Regions from separate parts of the Bos taurus genome. Here region 1 is linked to region 2. The links are chromatin contacts, called in public Hi-C maps. All regions are on one chromosome and are shown on one strand. Each heading gives the region's core, a stretch centred on a gene start, on an enhancer-like site or on the middle of the called end of the contact. The rest is flanking DNA. Distances are from core to core; before and after follow the strand shown.

What was found. Hi-C and Micro-C count contacts between places; a contact is called where the count stands out from the background.
Region 1: a Hi-C map of liver shows a contact between it and region 2, with 2.3 times the contacts expected there. The contact joins two enhancer-like sites. A contact is called at or near these places in 3 of 11 Hi-C or Micro-C datasets (liver, skeletal muscle and skin fibroblasts).

What each region holds. Positions count from the first base shown.
Region 1 is chr25:27,879,267-27,883,743 of ARS-UCD2.0, forward strand. All of the region lies in intron 1 of VKORC1L1 (vitamin K epoxide reductase complex subunit 1 like 1), which reads left to right. Among named protein-coding and RNA genes, the nearest start is that of VKORC1L1, 36 kb to the left of the region's middle. Within about 2 kb of position 2,670, at least 3 of the 102 cell types and tissues checked have an H3K27ac peak or open chromatin away from gene starts, as enhancers often do. A contact at or near this core is called in liver, where this site is marked.
Region 2 is chr25:27,799,164-27,803,640 of ARS-UCD2.0, forward strand. No RefSeq gene overlaps it. Among named protein-coding and RNA genes, the nearest start is that of NUPR2, 29 kb to the left of the region's middle. Within about 2 kb of position 2,543, at least 1 of the 102 cell types and tissues checked has an H3K27ac peak or open chromatin away from gene starts, as enhancers often do. A contact at or near this core is called in liver, where this site is marked.

The DNA of each region.
Region 1 (4,477 bases), core at 1,420-3,919, 80 kb after region 2:
CATATTTCCCCTAAATTATTATAGTGGTTTGCTAATTGGCCTTACTCTCTTCAGTTCTGACCCCTTTGATCTTTGATTGGTGCTGTATACCAATGCCATACTCCCTTGTTAACCCTCCCAGACAGAATTAAACCCTCTTCATCTAGGTACATAGTTACTTTGTAGTGTTTTATTACTTTGCATTATGTTTCTGGATGTCATTTTTCTCTCTATTCTTGAGTATTTATGTATTTATTTAGCTGTGCCAGGTCTTAGTTGCGGAATGTGAACTCCCACTTGTGGCACGTGGGGTCTAGTTCCCTGACCAAGGATCAAACCCAGGCTTCGTGTATTGGGAACGTGGAGTCTTAGCCACTGGACCACCAGGAAAGTCTCTCTGTTCTTTAAGATGAAACTTCTTGAGGGTATGGACTGTGCTTCATGCATTTATATGTCTAACTTCACACCCTCTGCTGCTTCAAACACCTGCTGCTTGGCATATATGTATTTGATAAAATTTGAGTTAGTGAATTTTAGATTTCCAAATAAACATAATGGATTTTATGCACGTGTTTATCTCTATACCCTCAGAGAATTCCAAGGAAAGGAGAGTAAAGGAATAAAAGAAATTATATAAAACCACAAGGACAGAAAGAATGGGATAGTAGACATAGCTGTAAGAACACTAGCAGCCAGGCAGCTTCACCATATCCTTACTAGCAATAGGAAACTGGGGGGATTTTAAAAAAAATGTTTCCTAAACATATTAGGAAAAAAATGTTTCTTTAGAAAAAAAAATTCCTCCAGTCTCCTACTGCTTGTAAGGATATGGTGAAGATGCTGGGCAGCCTGGCATGCTGCAGTCCATGAGGTTGCAAAGAGTCGGACACGACTTTGTGACTGAACAACAATGATATGATTAACTCTGTATTTTATAACCCAGCTATAGTAACATCTCATGTTGATAAAATCATACCCAATAATAGAAATTCCATGCTTCCCTGATGGCTCAGATGGTAAAGAGTTTCCCTTTTTACAGGAGACACTGGTTATATCCCTGGATAGGGAAAATCCCCTGGAGAAGGGAATGACTACCCACTCCAGTATTCTTGAGCTTCCCTGGTGACTCAGATGATAAAGAATCCGCCTGCAAGTCAGGAGACCTGGATTCGATCCCTGAGTCAAGAAGATCCCCTGGAGTAGGAAATGGCAACCACTCCTGTATTCTTAACTGGAGAATTCCCATGGACAGAGGAGCCTGGTGGGCTACAGTCCATGGGGGTCACAAAGAGTCAGACATGACTGAGCAACTAAACAATAACAATCTTGAAATTAGTGTGTGTTCTCCAGTTGCATTATTTTTAAAAAATATTTTGACTTTTTCTAGTTCTAAATTTTTGTCGCTATCTATAAAAAAATCTCACTGTTATTATTATTTTTATTAGAATTGAGTTGAATCTGCATTAATGTCTGAACAGAATTAGTATCCTAACCGTTTTGAGTCTTCCAGTCTTTCTCCGTCTATGTAGGTCTTCTTTATATCATAACTTTTCAGCATGTGAAAGTCGCTCAGTCATGTCTGACTCTTTGTGACCCCATGGACTATAGTCCATGGAATTCTCCACGCCAGAATACTGGAGTGGGTAGCCTTTCCCTTCTCCAGGGGATCTTCCCAACCCAGGGATCCAACCCAGGTTTCCTGCATTGCAGGTGGATTCTTTACCAGATGAGCCACAAGGGAAGGTCTTCTTTATTTTATCATAATTTTCAGCATACAGGTACTATTAATACATGTACATTGTAGGTTTGTACCTATGTACTTTATTTTTGTGTATGTACTATTGTAGGTGATCATTTTAAATGTTTTATTTCCAATAATTAATTTCTAGTATATAGAAATACGGGCTTCTTCTTAATGAGTAAAGAACCTGCCTGCAATGCAGGAGATGCTGGAGATAAGACTTCAGTTCCTGGGTCGGCAAGATCCCCTGGAGGAGGGCATAGCAACTCACTCCAGTATTCCTACCTGGGGAATCCCCATGGACAGAGGAGCCTGGTGGGTCATGATGTGTTATCCTTCATGTATTTTGCTGGATAGAATTTACAGTGTTTTGTTGAGGATCTTTGAGTCTGTTTTCAGGAGTGTAGTGGTTTTTTGGTTTGTTTTGATGTTATTGTCTGGCTTTGATATCACGGAATCTCCATGGACAGAGGAGCCTGGCGGGCTACAATCCATAGGTCGCAAAGTCGGACGTGACTGAAGTGACTGAGCACAGCACAGCACGGTGTATAGAAATACAGTTGATTTTTTTTATTTTGATCTTGTGTTGTATAACCTCATAAACTTACTCACCTGTTAATTCTAGGAATTTCCTTTAGTAGACTCCTGATATGGAAATAAATGAAGACCATCCAAAAAAAAGTAGGGCATCAGCCACCATTTCTTGCATTTGGCACAGAATCAGAAGGAAATCTAAAAGGAGAGTATGAAAACTTTTATAACGAACCTGAAGGGAAAGCTTCAGGTTGCCTTAATTGGAAGTTGTTGGCATGAGGAAGCTGGAAGCGGGCCTAACTAGAAGTAGGGCATCCTGTGTGGTTGGTGGGGGGAGCTTATTTGACTTTGGTTGGTCCTAAATTGGAAGTGGGGGCAAAAGTTAGGGAAGCTGGCAGTTATTGATCAAGGCCTGGCAGTTTGGAATTAGTTGCTACAGAAGCTGCGGTCTGCCTTCCTGGACTGGTTGTTGCAGAGGGTGTGGGTCAAGGTTGTTTTTGGATGTGATCTAGCTGTTGTCCTTTTGTATATTCAGTCTCTCACTTGGGATTTTCTATGGAGACAATCACGTGGTCTTGCAAATAGAGTTTTATTTCTTCCTTTCTAATTGGTATGCCTTTATTTTCTTCCCTAATTGTACCAGCTAGGACTTCAGTACAGTGTTGAATACGAGTGGTGCAAGCAGACATCTTTTTTTTCTTTTTTTCCCTTTGAGAGCAGATGTCTTTGATTTTGTTCCTAGTCTTAGGGGAAAAAATTTAGTCTTTCCTCATTGAATGTGATGTTAGCTGTAGGTTTTATGTAGGTGACTTTTATTAGATAAACGAAAATCCCTTCTCTTCCTAGTTTGTTAGGCATTTTAAAAATCACGAACAGGAGACTTCCTGGTGGTCCAGTGTTCAAGACTCCGCACTTCCAATGTAGGGCACAAGGGTTCCATCCTTGGTTGGGGAACTAAGACCCCTCATGTCACACAGCATGGCCAAAAAATACGTAAAATAAGAATGATAAAATAATTGTTTAAAAAATGATGAGTGGATGTTGTGTTTTGTCAAGTGCATTATCTGCATCTACTGAGATCATCATGTGGTTTTTCCCTTTAGTCTGTTAATGTGATGAATCACACTGATAGATTTTTGAATGTTGAACTAGCTTTCCATTCTCACAATTCATCCCCTTTGGACATGATGTGTTATCCTTCATGTATTTTGCTGGATTGAATTTACAGTGTTTTGTTGAGGATCTTTGAGTCTGTTTTCAGGAGTGTAGTGGTTTTTTGGTTTGTTTGTTGTGATGTTATTGTCTGGCTTTGATATCACAGTAATTCTGGTCTCATAAAATGATTGAGTTGAGAAATGTTGCACCTTCTACTCTTTTCTGGAAGAGATTGTATAGAATTGGTGCTGATATAATATTGGTATTATATATGGTAGAATTTCTATATATATATAGTGCAGCCATCTAGATGTGGAGAGTTAAGTTGTCAAATTTATAGGCATAGAGTAGTTTGTAGCATCCTTTTAGTGTCTGTACCTTGTAGATACGTGTGTGTGTGCTCAGTCACACAGTTGTGTCCAGCTCTTGCAACACCCTGAACTATAACCTGCCAGGCTTCTGTCCGTGGAATTTTCTAGGCAAGAATACTGAAGTGGGTTGCCATTTCCTCGTCCAGGGGATCTTCCCAATGCAGGGATCAAACCTGCATCTCTTGAATCTCCTGAATTGGTAGGCAGATTCTTTACCACTGAGCCATCTGGGAAGCCCCTATAATGATATATACTCTCTTTCATTTCTGATTTTGATGCTCTGTGTGTGTGTGTGTGTGTGGCCACAGCACACAAATTGTGGGATCTTAATTCCCCAGCAAGGGATCAAACCCAGGCCCTTGGCAGTGAAAGCACCGAGTCCTAACTACTGACCTGCCAGAGAATTCCTTGATATTGATATTTTTAATCTTCTCTCTCTTTCTTTTTCTCTTTGTCAAGTATAGCTAGAGATTTATCAATTTTATTGATCATTTCAAAGAACCAGCTGAGCCACAAGGGAATTCCAAGAATACTGGAGTGGGTAGCCTATCCCTTCTCCAGTGGATCTTCCTGACCTAGGAATCAAACCAGAGTCTTCTGCATTGCAGGTGGATTCTTTACCAACTGAGCTACCAGCTTTTTATTCCATTTATTGTTTTTCTGTATCAATTTCATTGATTTCTGATCTAATCTCATT
Region 2 (4,477 bases), core at 1,293-3,792:
ACCAAATTTCTCACGTGAAAGTTAGAGTATGAATTACTAAAAACTGAGGTTCCAAAACCTGGAATGGGAACATATGTTTGGATCCAGATAAAAGTGACAGTTTCTCCTAGAAGCTGAAAAGTCAAAGGGGTGGATTATCCCACTAATTTATTGCTTCTCAGATCCAAATACATTCTTCATTGCCTGCTCTACAGAAGTACAGATGGATCTTTTTTTCTGGCTGGGTCACATGACATGTGGATTGGAGAAGAGGGTGACAGAGGATGAGATGGCTGAATGGCATTACCGATTCAATGGACTAGAACTTGGGCAAACTCCAGGAGATGGTGAAGGACAGGGAAGCCTGGAATGCTGTAGTCCATGGGGTCAGGAAGAGTCAGACACGACTTGGCATCTGAACAACAACAACACATGGCAAATGGGATCTGAGGTCCCCAGTCAGGAATGGTACCCGAACTCCCTGCAGTAGAAGTGCAGAGTCTTAACCACTGGACCACCAAGGAAGTCCCAAGAGGGGTCCTTTAAATGTGTTTTCTGTGTCAGCTAGCGAGATGTCCAGCTTTGTCAGCACAGGTACTGCGGAGACATTGCAGGAGGAAGTTTTCCTTACTGCTTCTGATGTGCTCCTGTTGGCACTCTGGTGATCTTAGCCGCTTCTCCAGTACCTAGCTCTTGCTTCACAGGTAATTTCTTTATCCTGGATGCTCGTTCCACTCACTGATGGAGGCTAGAAACCCAAGAGTCATCTGAAGCTTGTTTCCCCTGCTGTCCCCCATACTGATCACTAGGTCAAGTGGATTCTGTCTGCGGAATATTTCTCATCCCCCCTACTCCCTCCCCCGCTCCCTTCTCCATGCCACTCCCACTGCTTCCGTTCAGGCCTTGCTTGGAGGGTTCGAATAACTCCTAGCCTATAGCCTCTGCCTATATTTTCACCTCTATTAACTCATTCTCCACACTTCAGGCAGAGTGATTTTTTACTAAAATAAAGTGATCCTGTCATTCCCCAGCTTAAATTCTTCAAATGGGTTCCCATTGTTTCTAACAGTAGTCTCCAAACTTTGTTTCTACAACACATCAGTGACACATTTTTGAGCATTCAACCACGGTCTATGTACCTTCAGTTACATACATATTCTACTCTACTTAAAGTTACGAATTTGGAGGAGGGAGGGATAAATTGGGAATTTGGGATTAGTAGATACACACTCGGAGAAGGCGATGGCACCCCATTCCAGTACTCTTGCCTGGAAAATCCCATGGACGGAGGGGCCTGGTGGGCTGCAGTCCATGGGGTCGCTAGGAGTCGGACACGACTGAGCGACTTCACTTTATTTTTTCACTTTCATGCATTGGAGAAGGAAATGGCAACCCCTCCAGTGTTCTTGCCTGGAGAACCCCAGGGATGGGGGAGCCTGGTGGGCTGCCATCTATGGAGTCGCACAGAGTCGGACACGACTAAAGCGACTTAGCAGCAGCAGCAGCAGCAGCAGATACACACTACCAGGTATGAAATAGATAAGCAATAAGGACCTACTGGAAACTATATTCAATGTCTTGTAATAACCTATAATGGAAAGGAATCTCAAAAAGAATACACATGTATATATAAATAAATAAAAACTGAATCACTTTGCTGTACACCTGAAACACTGTAAATCAACTGTATTTCATAAAAATTTTTTAATATATTCTAGTGGGTAATAAATTATAAATGTGATAAAATATATAAAGAAAGAAATGAAAATGTGCAAGGTAAAAATGAACAGAAGTTCTGGCATTTTCTTTCCATATTGCAACAGTTACTTTTGGAATCTCCTGGGGAGTATTTGCCCATTTTGAATACCACTTATTAACTGGACAAATGAACTGCTTAGTTTGGCATACCAAGCCTTCATGATGTCTTTTGTTTGTTTTAGATTCATTTTATTTATTTATTTATGGCTGTGCGGGGTCTTTGTCGCTGAACTTGGACCTTCTCCAGTCTCCGTGAGTGGGAGCTCTCTCTAGTTGCAGTGCACGAGCTTCTCATCCTGGTGGTTTCTCTTGTTCCGGAGCATAGGCTCTTGGGCAGGAGAGCTTCAGTAATTGTGGCACGTGGGCATGGGCTTTGCTGTCCCACAGCACGTGGGAACTTCTCAACCCAGGGATCGAACCCATGTCTCCTTCGATGGCAGTTGGATTCTTTGCCATTGAGCCACCAGGGAAGTCCCATCATGTCTTTTACTTGACATTAGAACTTGACTTAAAAGCTATCTCTCACCTGTGCCACCTTCTCTTACTTTCCCAGTTGACTTTGGAGATTTCTGTCTGAGGTCCCATAGTCCTTTTTTTCCATATCTTTACCATAGCATTCTTTTTAGTGGCAGCTGCAGAATCTCCGCCTCAGAAAATGCAGGGGCAGAAATTTGGTTCGGGGTAGTTGGGTTTGGAGGATGCTGCAGCTCCCTGACTTGTCTCACTGTCAAACACACTCTTTTTGCTTAGATGGTATTGACTTTTTTTTAACTGCATGGCATGGCTTGCAGGATCTTAGTTGCCCAACCAGGGATTGAACCCAGGCCAGCGGCAGTGGACAGGCCAAGTCCTAACCACTGGACTGCCAGGGAACTCCCATGTAAGGACATTTTTTGGTCTGACTTTAGTGGGGGTGTTGAAAATGATGAGGATACTGTACTGAAGACCCCCCAGCACCCACCCGTTGGCACACCTGGGGGTTGGGGTGGGGCTGTTGGGGTCTATTTACAGGGGAGTCATCAGGAGGAAAGAGCACCAAGGCACACACATCAAGAGTAATGGGCCAGGGTCATGGGAATAGTGGCTAAGTGTTGCTTTTCAGGTATTTCATCATCCTCCAGCCCATAGCCCAGATAGAGAGTATGTTAGAGAGTCAGGTGGGGCCAGACCCTGCTGTGTCTCGCAGGCCCTGGTATGTGGTGGGACCCCATTGTAGTTTGCATCCAGGGAATTATCTGGTCTGATTCATGGTTCACACACACCACTCCCACTGTCTTATGGAAACAAGGAAAGGGACACAAGGAAGTAGGGTCAGCTTTGCATATGGGTCCTTGTGGCAGCAATGGAGCCTCAAGGGGGCCATGGCCCTGGCAGTCGTTGCGACTGTGGGCCCTCACGACGCTGGGAGACGTGGTTATGAGCATGCCGCCTCGCAGGAGGGGTAGCCAAGAACACATGCGACACACACCCTGGGCAACTCAGGCTCTTATGAGATGGAGTTCCCAGAGAGAAGGCTGGGTAGGACCAGAACCAATGACATTCTCTTATGACTCTGGTGGTGGCCTCATTTTTCATCTCTAGGCTAGTGTCAGCGAGGCTTGGGAAACATGGGTGACACGTTTATTGCCATTTGCTTTTGGTTTGTTTGTTTTTGCTTTGTTTTGACTGCCCCTCGCAGCATGTGAGATCTTAGCTCTCCAACCAGGAATCGAGCGCTGGCAGTGGAAGCGCGGAGTCCTAACCACTGGATCGCCAGGGAATTCCCATATTGCCACTTGTTTTTCATGGGTCATTAAGAAAGATATTTGAAGTACCCAGAAATGATAAGCTTCCTCAGGGTTTTGAAACCACTCTTATGGCAAACACTAAAGAAGTACAAAGTATCATTATTAATGAAAGTGGACAGAAGTGACCATGAGTCAATAGTACTTTGTACTTCAACCATTTTCCAGCAAAGCATCTCAGAGGGCTGGCTATATCTGAACATCATACCCTTTCACATAGACCTGTGATGACGACTTCTCTTTAGACCTATATATGACCCTTGTCAGGGTGAGATCACCGGCTATTTCCCGAATCATAGAGATATTGGATAACAGCCTTGGTCAGGATATGGGTATTGCATTTGGCTTATCATAACAAGTTCCTGGCCCGGGCAGGTGGACTATTGCAGAAATGTGTGTGTGTGTATGAACACTCAGTGGGGGTGGGTTAAACTTGATAAAACCAGGAGGAGGCAGGCTGCTAGAAGGGACATTGACTTTGACATTGAGACAAAGTTCGGACGCTGCCCTTCCTAGTATGTGACTCTAAAAAATTAACAAATACCCATGAGCCTCGGTTTCCTCTTTTGAAAAATGAAGATGATAATTCATCCCGTGATCAGTTATATGTGGATTAGATGAGCCAATATGAGCAAAATACTTAGTACATAATAAGGCTGAATAAATATTTCCTGTAGCTCATTCTTAATGACTACTTAACTTAAATTTTTTTTAGAATGACTATTGTTCTTGAAAAAATTATTTGTGATTATATAAAATTTAAGGCATAGGGAATTCCCCAGAAGTCCAGTGACTAGGACTCCACGTTTTCACTGCTGAGGGCCTGGGTTCAATCCTTGGTCTGCAAGATTCTGCAAGCCTTGTGGCACAGCAAAAAGAAAAAAAAAAAAAAAAATCAAAACAAATACAAAAGCACAATGAAGAAAGTAACAAATCATGAAATTTCCTACCACCAA